3 separate regions of the Pan troglodytes genome follow, and all the other regions are linked to region 3. A link is a contact called in public Hi-C data. All regions are on one chromosome and are shown on one strand. The core of a region is the stretch at or near the end of the contact, and the rest is flanking DNA. Distances in the headings are between cores, read along the strand shown. Region 1 holds the start of FANCC (FA complementation group C). Region 2 holds the start of PTCH1 (patched 1). Region 3 has its middle 89 kb from the start of HSD17B3.

Region 1 (3,398 bases), core at 440-2,939, 890 kb after region 3:
CGACCTCTCCGCTGTAAAACAGAACGAAATCATGTCCTTTGCAGCAACATGGATGGAGCTGGAGGACATTATCCTAAGTGAACAAACTCAGAAACAGAAAATCAAATATTGCATGTTCTCATAAGCAGGAGCTAAACAATAGGTATACATGTACATAAGAATGGGAATAACAAGACACTGGGGACTACAAAAAGGGAGAGGGTGGGAAGGGGGTGAGGGCTGAAAAATTAGCTATTGGGTACAATGTTCAATGTTTGGGGGACAGGTACACCAGAAGCCCAATCCCCACCATTACACAATATACCTATGTAACAAGCAAGCACATGTACCCCCGAATCTAAAATTAAAAAACAATCAAAAAGCACCGACTTCCTTAACTGGCAGGGAATAGTTTTGAGAATGGATGTAAACACCGAATTCCTTAATGTAGTTGCAGATTCTGCCAGTTTTGTCTCAACCTCTGGATCGGTTCCTTTTTTTAACTACCTTTAATTCTTAAACAGATTGTTGCTATTGCTATGCTATATACTTATTGTATCACTTATAAATGTATAACCTCTGCAAATTAGTCTCCGAATTGAAAGTATTCATTGGTAAAACGGGTATTTCTTCACCACAGGAATAGTTGGACATGTTTAAATACTTGAGAGCTATTTTTATTACAAGCACACACAGCTTTGTGGTGTTTTTTGTTGAGACAGTCTCGCTCTGTTGCCCAGGCTGGAGTGCAGTAGTGCGATCTTGGCTTACTGCAACCTTCGCCTCCTGGGTTCGAGCAATTCTCCTACCTCAGCCTCCTAAGTAGCCGGGAGTACACACTAATTTTTGTATTTTTAGTAGAGACGGGTTTTTGCCATGTTGGCCAGGCTGGTCTCAAACTCTTGACCTCAGGTGATCCACCCGCCTCGGCTTCCCAAAGTGCTGGGATTAGAGGTGTGAGCCACCGCGCCCGGCCTGTAGTGTGTTTTTGAACGTATATGTGAAGTTGTAGCTTTTTTTTTTTTTTTTTTTTTTTTGAGACAGAGTCTCCCTGTGTCGCCAGGCTGGAGTGCAGTGGCGCGATCTCGGCTCACTGCAACCTCTGACTCCCTGGTTCAAACTATTCTCCTGCCTCAGCCTCCAGAGTAGCTGAGATTACAGGCGCCCGCCACCGCACCCGGTTAAACGTTTTGTATTTTCAGTAGAGACGGCGTTTCACCATGTAGGCCAGGATGGTCTCGATCTTCTGACCTCGTGATCCACCCGCCTTGGCCTTCCAAAGTGCTGGGATTACAGGCCTGAGACACAGCGCCCGACCTAAGCTGTAGTTTTATGATTATGATTTATGGTTGTGAGGCATTGATTTAAGACATTTTAAAGCTTAAGTCGTCAGATTCTAGAAGAAAAAAAAATTCACCAAGACAAGCTAATGCCATTGTCATAAATGGGAGTTTGGAGAAAATTCTATTAATATTTGTTTGGGTGGTTTATGTACAGCGTTGAACTGATCTGAACTCCGACCAAACACTGTATGGAACTGATGATATACGGTAGGGGAAATCATTAACTGAAGATGCCTTTTTTGTTGCTATTGTTTAGAACGCAGTTAGAAAATCTTATTTTAGAGGTTTTACCCCGTTGACAAAGCCTCAACTTTTCTTCAAAAGAACTAATTTCCATTTTACCTCCCCTACATTTTGAACAGAATATGGAAGAAGCCAGCGCCCCTTCTCCGCGGGCGCTGCTGCTGCAGCCCTGCTCCCGCCGGGGCTTCCGCGCGAAACCGGGAACACTGGAGCAGTACCGACTCCGCTCGCCTAGAACCCGCCCCAGCCGGGCCCACTTCCGCCAGAGCCCTGGCCGCGCCCGCCCCGCCCCACGGACCCGAGATTCGTCGGAATTTTCCCGCGACGCCGCGGGAGCGCGCGGGGCCGCTAGCCAGGCCCCAGAATGCACTGCTGACACGTGTGCGCGCGCGCGGCTCCACTGCCGAGCGACCGCGGGAAAATTCCAAAAACACTCAAAACAAAAAGCCGATACGAGGCAAAGCCAAATTTTCAAGCCACAGATCCCGGGCGGTGGCTTCCTTTCCGCCACTGCCCAAACTGCTGAAGCAGCTCCCGCGAGGACCACCCGGTAAGCGGCAGGCCGCAGAACGCAGCGAGGGCGGAGGCTTCCCTCGGGGGTCTGGCCGACACGTCAGCGGCGAGAGCGGGAGGAGGAGGCGAGGGGCAAGAGGGAAGGCTCGCGAGAGCGGGTGGGCCCGGCGCGCCTTGCGGTGGGTGAGAGGGGTTCCCGCCGGCGCAGGGCTGTGGCTAAGGCTGAGGCGGGAGGCGGGAGGCGGGAGGCGGGAGGTGGGAGGTGGCGGGCGGTGCCAGCCCGCGGGGCGGGGCCGGGGCGGGGCAAGCCGGGGCGGGAGCCGGCGCTGGGGTCGCGCGGAAGGGAGCCCCCGGAGAGGCGGGAGCCGGGGGTTGGCGTTTTGGTTCTTTTTGTTCATTGAGCGCAGGCAGCTATGTCTTCTTCAAAGGAGAGGAGCAAAGGTGAATTTCTCTGCCTCGGACCCGTGGGAGCCGTGAAAAGCTCGCCCCTTTGAGCCGGTCGCCCTCTACAGCTGGCCTCGTCCTCCCCGTCCCTCACACCCCTGCCCCCAAGCCCCAGTCGCCGGGGCGCCAGGAGGGGCGAGGTCCAATTAGAGGAGCCCGGGGCGCGGCTGTTACCCCTCCCGCCCTCCGCCTTTCATTCCCGGAGGGAGGCGGGTTCGCAGAGGCCAGTGTCTTCCCTCCACTCTTTTTGTGGACGCCAGGCCATATCTTCAAAGCCCGTGAGAGATTTTTCAGGTGCTGTTTGTCTGTTGGTTTGCTCTTTTTAATTTTTTAAGTGGGTGCGTTTACAACTACGAACCCCTCTATGATCTTATGTGTCCAGCGCACCGAATGGGGGGAAAGACTTGGAGTTTTATAACATGGGAAATTGGGTACCAGAATCTTACGGGAAGAGACCAAGAAGTTTTCTAGCAAAGTCCTGTGTGTGCCTGGACTTTTGTTCTAATCTGAAACTTGGAAAACTCCCGGGCATCTGATTTTATTCTAACTTGTGCCCCATTTAATGCATCTAAACTGTGATGTGATTTGACTTAGCATTTATCAAATGAGCAGAGCACTTTTGGGCCACCCAACTTCAGCTCTTTGTGGCTGTCACTCACTGTCAGTGATATGCCCTCAAACAGATCGTTTTCTCCTTACTCCCCTGAAAGGTTGTTACAAACAATAGAATTCATACCATGTGTTGAGATCATTCATTACCTAAGCTTAGATAGAAAACATGTTCATTGCGACTTTATACATTACACTTGAATTGATGTTTCAATGTAATGTGCTGTACCAGAGTCACCTGGAAATAAGCACTCATATACATTATTC
Region 2 (3,146 bases), core at 151-2,650, 700 kb after region 3:
TTATAGATAAACAGGGCCCTTTGATATGACACCAAAAGACAGGGGGAAGTGTTTCGAAGGGAAATGTTGGGTTTTTCGTTGTTGTTGTTGTTACAACTATTGTGACTTTTAGAATCCATGGTCAGCCAATATGCATTTGAGTCCATTTTTGACTGAAGTCACTGGTATGAAAATGACCTTCTGGACCAGCCAAATTCACAGGGCTGCCCCCCTTCTAATGCTTAATTACTTAACGTGTCTCAAACACATACATTCTGGAAACTCAAATGACTCTGCTCAAGAATGGCTATGTCATCTTTGTGGGAGGGAGATCCCAAAACTCCTAGGATGATTATTATTATTTAATAACACATGGGGCACCTCTTCTACCCCCGCCCCGCCCCCCCCCCCCCCCCCCCCGCCCCCAACACACACACACCTAATCACACTGTCAGCCCAGAATGAAGTGAGAAGAGTCTGGCTTTATTTCAAGACCAGCTAGTCAGCTCTTCAGAGCTGCAGTAAATGTTCTCACTCCCTCTACCCTGCCCTTGTATCTGTAATTCATCTTTATTCATAATGTGGCCCATTTAAAGACGCAGCGTGTGAAACACCGTCTACCAGCGGCGGGGTTGAGCAGATAAAATGTCAGACATTGTAGCGGGGGCGCTCCCGAATAGAACGCTTCAGTCTTGAGCGAGAGCAGGGTTATCAGCGCGACCCACCAGCTCCTAGGTTTAGGCCAGTCACCCAAGGCCGCCTGGCACAGGACGGCACAGTAGGTGGGAGCATTTGGGTGGCATACCCCAGAAACCACAGGAATCAGAAGAGAAAGGGAGCAAATGTCAATCCGTGATTCTTCGGACCAGCTACCAATCTTGGTTTCCAAGGGACGCCACCTTGGTCTCTTTCAGAAGAAACGGCTTCCGAGGGACCGACAGGAATCCGCACACATCTCGTGCTGAAATTTCCCCGGGAAGGCGCTGTGATCTGTCCGGTTTTCCTGCTCCCCGCCTCCCTGGCGGCCCGTAGGCCTGTCATCTAGAAGGCTCCCAGCTTTTCCGCGCTTCCGTGGGAATGCGAGAAGGAAAGCCTTTGAGAATGCAAGCATGAAAGGTGGTGTTCTTCTGCAGTCCTCTGGGAACCCCCCACTTCCCGGAGCGCTGAGGATGCTAAAAGGAGCTTCCTTGCTTCCCCACACCTCCCCCGACCGGCATTGGGACAAGATGGCCAAATGTTAGCAAATAATGTTTGCGGGGGCGGGGGAGCCGAGCACAAGGTGGAGAAGCCGCGGGAGCGCGCGGAGACCCCCAGCCCGGCGGCCCCCAGCAAACACGGCCGCGGGGGGCGGGGAGAGGGTGGCTAGGTTCGCGGGAGCTCGCCGGGCAGGGCGCCTCCCAGGAAGGCGGGGAGGGGAGCGCCTGTTTACCCAGGAGGGCTGTGCTGATAGCACGTTCCTCGAGTTTACTTTGCTTTCCTTGAGTTTATTGTAAAGGGGTAAAGTTTTCGGATCCGTCACGTGACCCTGACAGGTCCTGCCTATGGCGCGGCAGACCACCCACGCCGAGGGCCATGGAACTGCTTAATAGAAACAGGCTTGTAATTGTGAGTCCGCGCTGCACTCCGCCGAAAGCCTCCGGCGGCCCAGCGCGCCGGGGTTTTTACACTTTCCGTTCCTTTTGTAAAGACGGAGGAGGAGAAGAAGAAGAAAACGGAGGAGAAGAAAAAGACGACAGGGGAGACAAAGAGACCCGCAGCGACAAGGCAAGGGGGAGACGAGGGAAGACTGGGAGAAGACGGAGGAGCGGAGGACGAGGAAAGGGGGGCCAGGGAAAAAAAAGGAATTGATGTGAAATCCAAGCCCAGCGTCCGCGCCATCGGCACCCGCGCTCCGAGCAGGGGTTGACGGCCGGCTATGGTGAGTGCAGCCAGCGCGGCGGCCGCCGACGCCACCTCGCCCTCGCGCGCCGTGCTCCTCGGGCGGCGCGGGGACACGGGGACGCGGGACGCCCCGCGCGGCGGACGGAGGAGCGAGCCCCGAGCGCCGGGCAGGAGGGGCGGGCCGCGCGCAGGGGCCGTGGGGCCGGGTGGGCTGCGCCGCCTGGGCGCGGGAGCGCGGGTCCCGCGCCTCCACGCTCGCTCGCACGCCCGGGCCCCCGCCCCCGAGGCCAGCCCCGCGTGGCGGGGAGGGGGCTGGCCGCGGCGGGCCCCGGCTGAGGAACGGCTCCGGGGGGAATTCTCACGGAGGGGGTCGCCGGAGCTCCCATTTTCACGCCTGAAAGGGTCGCCACCTTGGCTTCCGCTCATCAGCCTGGTGGTGGCTACTGACTCGCCAGCGGAGGCAGAGCTGGTGATGGAAGGGCTGGTGCGGAGAGTGACAGCGCCGAGGGGAGGGGGCTCAGAGCGCGCGCGCGGAAGCCGCTGCCGCCAGCTCGCGGGAGCAGCCGCAGCCGCAGGGAAGGGCACGCTCGCGCCCCGCAGACCCGCTCTCGAGCCCGCACGCACGCCTAGGGGTGCGGGACACCCGGGCTAGAAGAGACGCACCTTACCCACCTCCCCTCCCATGCTGCGGGAAAAGGGCCAGAGAGGCTTTTGGAGTTCTGGAAGGGGCGGTGGGTAAGAGAGGTGGTGTGTGTGACTCTTATGCCCACCGATTCAGGCGCTTGGGTGGCTGCCACCCTTACAGAGATGGGCGACCAGCCCAGTGCTTAGAGTGCAGAGTGCGGCCTCAGGGGAGCCCGGGGGCGGGCCGGACCGATTCTCACTTTACAGGCCCGGGCCCAGCGCTGAACCCCAAGACCCCCAGAAACTGTGCCTCTGGGTGACATGCGCTGTGTCTCCACGTATTTAGTACGTTCATGTTTAAAATGATGCTAGCGTGTGGATGAGCACACTCTCAGGGAAACTGATCTGTTTCCATCACCTAAGAAGAACCATATGGGTGGGTGGCTGTGGAAGACACCCACAGACCTGTTTTCCTGCACCTGGGAGAGAAGACCGTCTTCCTCCCTTTTTATCCTTTCTTCCTCCCTGGGGAGGAGAAATACAAAAGAACTAGACATAAATAATAAAGAGCCACAATGGGTGGCTCTAAATATTTGATAATTGGATCACTGAGGTCTTGAACTACCACAATAGTCCTTTTTCAGCATTCTGTGTGTGTTCAT
Region 3 (3,530 bases), core at 860-3,359:
TTACAGGCGTGTAATCTCATCCTGCCTGGCCAGTGCATTCCTTTTTACTCCTGAGTAATATTTCTTGGAGTGTCTGTACTACAAATTATTTATTCATTCAGCTGTTGGTGGACATTTGGGTCGCTTCCACTCGGGTGCTATTACAGACAAAGCAGTTATGAGCAGTCAGGTTCAAATCTTTGTATAGACAGATGTTTTCGTTTTTCTTGAGTAAATACCTAGGAGTAGAATGGCTGGGTCAGATGACAGGTGTATGTTTAAAATTTTATGAAACTCCAAACTGTTTTCCAAAGGAAGGGGGTCATACCATTTTATATTTCTACCAACAATGAATGAGGAACTCAGCCCTCCTAGGGCCCAGTCTGGCGACTGTGACCATATTCCAGAGGCTTTATAATCCTGTTTTTTTTTTTCCTGTGAGCAAAAAAGTTATAAAGGAATGAGATCTAGAAAAGATAGTTCTAGTTGAACCAAAATCTTTTATCCAGGGTGAGGGCATACAAACTGCAAGGGGCCTGGGTGGGGGAGGCAGAGAAGCGCCCGCCTCTTCCGACCTCTCAGGTGCGTGTGAGCCGATGCTCCGCTAGGGGGCGCGGGAGAGCAGGCCGCCCCCCGCGTGACTCTCAGAGCCCGAGGGCTCCCTCCAGGTCAGCTGCCTTCTGCCCACAGGAAGGAGTCACTTTCCCAACTGGCGGGGAGCGGGGGAGTCACTTTCCCAACTGGCGCGGGCAGGTTGGGAGGGGCCGCCGAGCCGCATCTGCCACAGTCACGAAGCTTTCTTAGCACCGCCTGGAGTTCAAGGAAAGTCCAGAAGCCGCTCTTCCCTTGAAGGAAGACGTTCACAGCATCGCACCCACGAAGAGGGTGCGGCTTCCCCCTCTCACCCTTCTGGGTCTCGGCCGATCGCCTGGCAGTTGGGCTCGTGGCCTATCCTGCAAGAGGGCGCAGGCATGCATAGCGCCTGCGGAGGGGCGCTGCTCCTACGCCCCAGGCACGGCCCCCGCAGGCCGGGCAGTGACCCCGGTGGCCCGGCCCTTAGGGCGTGCGAGTTGACCGTGCCCCTTCTCCAGGACGCGCGGCCGGCGGCTGGGTTTTCGAACGCGCGGCAGTGAACGGCTCCTTGGCGAGGAGGCACAGCCTCCGCAGGCCGGAAGCCACGCGCCCACCAAAGGCACGAGGAGCAGGGCGGAGAGTACTGCGGGTCAGACGAGCGAGGCCCTCGGGGAGGCGCCCAGAGGAGCGGGGCAGCGCGGCCGCAGCGCGGGTCGGGTCCGCGGACGCTGTTCAGGCCCCACTGTGGGGCTGCTGCCCCTGGGCTGCCCTCCGGCTCGGTGGAGCGCGGGAGTTGGGGCGGGGGGCGCCTCTGCTGCTTCCACCCCAGAAACCCGGGTCAGCGTTGGGAGCTGCACTGGGCGGCAGCGAACATTAGAAGGGACAGTGTTTGGGTTAAAATCTAACCCTCGGCCGGGCGTGGTGGCTGAAGCCTATCCAACCACTTTGGGAGGCCGAAGCGGGCGGATCACGAGGTCAAGAGATCGAGACCAGCCCGGCCAACATGGTGAAACCTCATCTCTATTAAAAATACAAAAATTAGCCAGGCGTGGTGGTGAGCGCCTGTAGTCCCAGCTGCTCGGGAGGCTGAGGCAGGAGACCCGCTTAAACCCAGGAGGCGGAGGTTGGAGTGAGCCAAGATCGAGCCACTGCACTCCAGCCTGGCGACAGAGCGAGACTCCGTCAAAAAAAAAAAAAAAAAAAAAAATCTATCCCTCATGATCTTGCTTTCTGTGCGTGTGTCTTTGCGTCAGGGGCAGGGAAAGCCTATAGAGCACACATCGCCTAGTGAGGTCTTTACAACACAGGCTTTAATTATTTTCCTCCTTTCGCAGCTGAGAACAGAGAATTTCAGCAACTTGCCCAGAGTTCCAGAGCCAGACCTTAAAGGTAGGGCTTGTGACTCCGCATTAGGAACGTTCTCCTCCCCTGGATGGACCCGATGCCCCGCACTAATACTCTTGAGCCGGAATTCAGCAACGCAGGGGTGACATTCAACCTTCCGCCTCGCGGAGGCGGTGCCGGCGGGGCAGGGGACGGCCGCCAGGGGGCAGTGTGGCTCCGTGCCTCCGCGCCCGCTCCCGGACCCGCGCCCTGCCCCCGCCGGCGCTGAGCCCTCCAGCCCTGCTCCGCGTTCTTAGCTGCATCGCCAGGCGTGGAAGAGGTTGGACTCAGGGCTACGTCTTCCAGTAGTTAAAAAACGGGGGGCCGAGGCCCCCACAGTTAAAGTGGGCGAGAGAGCAGCTTCCAGCATCTATGGCGATGATGGCCTTTTTTTGCCCAGATGCAGCCAGGTCTGCCCGTCGGCCAGCTCGCACGCGGGGGGGGGGGGGCACCTCCAGCCTTGGCCTCAAGAGGGACCAGGCACAAACCTTACCTTGACAATGTTTCCAGCAACACTTCGCTGGGACAACTAGTCAGTGTGGTCAACCAGGCTAGGACAACTAGTCAGTGTGGTCACCCTTGTGGCCGTTCTTATGGGGAATTTGGTTCTTATGGGGAACTTGGTGAGACTTGGGTGTAAGCCAGTAGTTGCATTAGTTGTTTTTGTAGCTTATCTTGTTTTAGTAGCAGTGATAGTGAGATTTTGCTTGTTTTTTTTTTTTTTCTTCTGGACTGATCCAAACGGAATGCTGAAGTTCTGTCTCCATCCGGAAGACCTGGGCTGTGGCCTCCCGGCGTCTCTGGGCAGGGGCATCTGCAGGTCCCCACTCTGGTGGGCACCCTGCTGCGAGTCTGCTCATACCCAGGGTGGATGCACCAGCTGCAGCTTTCAGCTGAAAAGAAACACGCTCTGCTCTGGCTTATGTCTGGCTGAGCTCTGGAAGGGCGGGCCCCTCTCAGCGAGCTGGGGGGCCCGCGTAGACGAAGATGACCCGCAGGCCTTATCAGCACTTATCTTTCAGTAAAGCCTGAGAGGCCAGCTTTGTGTCTGGGACCCTGGGAGCTCAGGAGGGCAGCTCGGCTTTTGTTCCTTGTTCTTCTCCAGCTGTTGGGAACTTTGCTGACAGCAAGAATCTACTCCATGGATTCACAGCACAGGCTATGACCAGAGACATATTTTTGTCCTAAAACATTTCTTTTTTCTGATTATAAAGTTAATGGCCATTTTTCTTTTCTAACTTCTTAATTTGAAATAATTTGAAGCTTCTAAAAGCAGTTTAAAAATTATGCAAAGAGTTCACATGCACCCTTCACCCACATTGATGCCCTGTAAATGCCTTGGTTTATATTTCCCCCCAAAATAACCACAGGCTTGTGACTGAATCAGGAAATTAACATTGATATAGTTCTGTTATCCTCCACAGACCCTCATCATATTTCCCCTAGGCCCAGGAATGGGCCTTTGCTGAATCACACCTTGGGTTAGTTATTGCATCTTTTTAGTCTCCTCTAATCTGGAACACTTTCTCAGACTTTCTTCATTTTTTCATGACTTGGACATTTTTTGAGCATATGGACCAGTTATCTTGTAGGAA

Evidence for each region. Hi-C and Micro-C count contacts between places; a contact is called where the count stands out from the background.
Region 1: a contact with region 3 is called in a Hi-C map of stem cell-derived neural progenitor cells, with 4 times the contacts expected there. The contact joins the promoter of FANCC here to the enhancer-like site in region 3. A contact is called at or near these places in 1 of 7 Hi-C or Micro-C datasets (stem cell-derived neural progenitor cells) and 1 of 1 datasets of contacts at active chromatin or transcription factors (stem cell-derived excitatory neurons).
Region 2: a contact with region 3 is called in a Hi-C map of stem cell-derived neural progenitor cells, with 8 times the contacts expected there. The contact joins the promoter of PTCH1 here to the enhancer-like site in region 3. A contact is called at or near these places in 1 of 7 Hi-C or Micro-C datasets (stem cell-derived neural progenitor cells), 1 of 1 datasets of contacts at active chromatin or transcription factors (stem cell-derived excitatory neurons) and 1 of 1 other capture datasets (stem cell-derived neural stem cells).

Annotation. Positions count from the first base shown.
Region 1 is chr11:43,184,060-43,187,457 of NHGRI_mPanTro3-v2.0_pri, forward strand. FANCC (FA complementation group C) reads left to right here and starts at 1,690. Exons shown (of 14, transcript XM_024345774.2): 1 at 1,690-2,115.
Region 2 is chr11:42,986,796-42,989,941 of NHGRI_mPanTro3-v2.0_pri, forward strand. It overlaps PTCH1 (patched 1), which reads left to right and starts at 1,401. Exons shown (of 24, transcript XM_016961227.4): 1 at 1,401-1,897. The coding sequence starts at 1,895.
Region 3 is chr11:42,290,457-42,293,986 of NHGRI_mPanTro3-v2.0_pri, forward strand. No RefSeq gene overlaps it. Among named protein-coding and RNA genes, the nearest start is that of HSD17B3, 89 kb to the left of the region's middle. Within about 2 kb of position 2,110, at least 10 of the 24 cell types and tissues checked have an H3K27ac peak or open chromatin away from gene starts, as enhancers often do. A contact at or near this core is called in stem cell-derived neural progenitor cells, where this site is marked.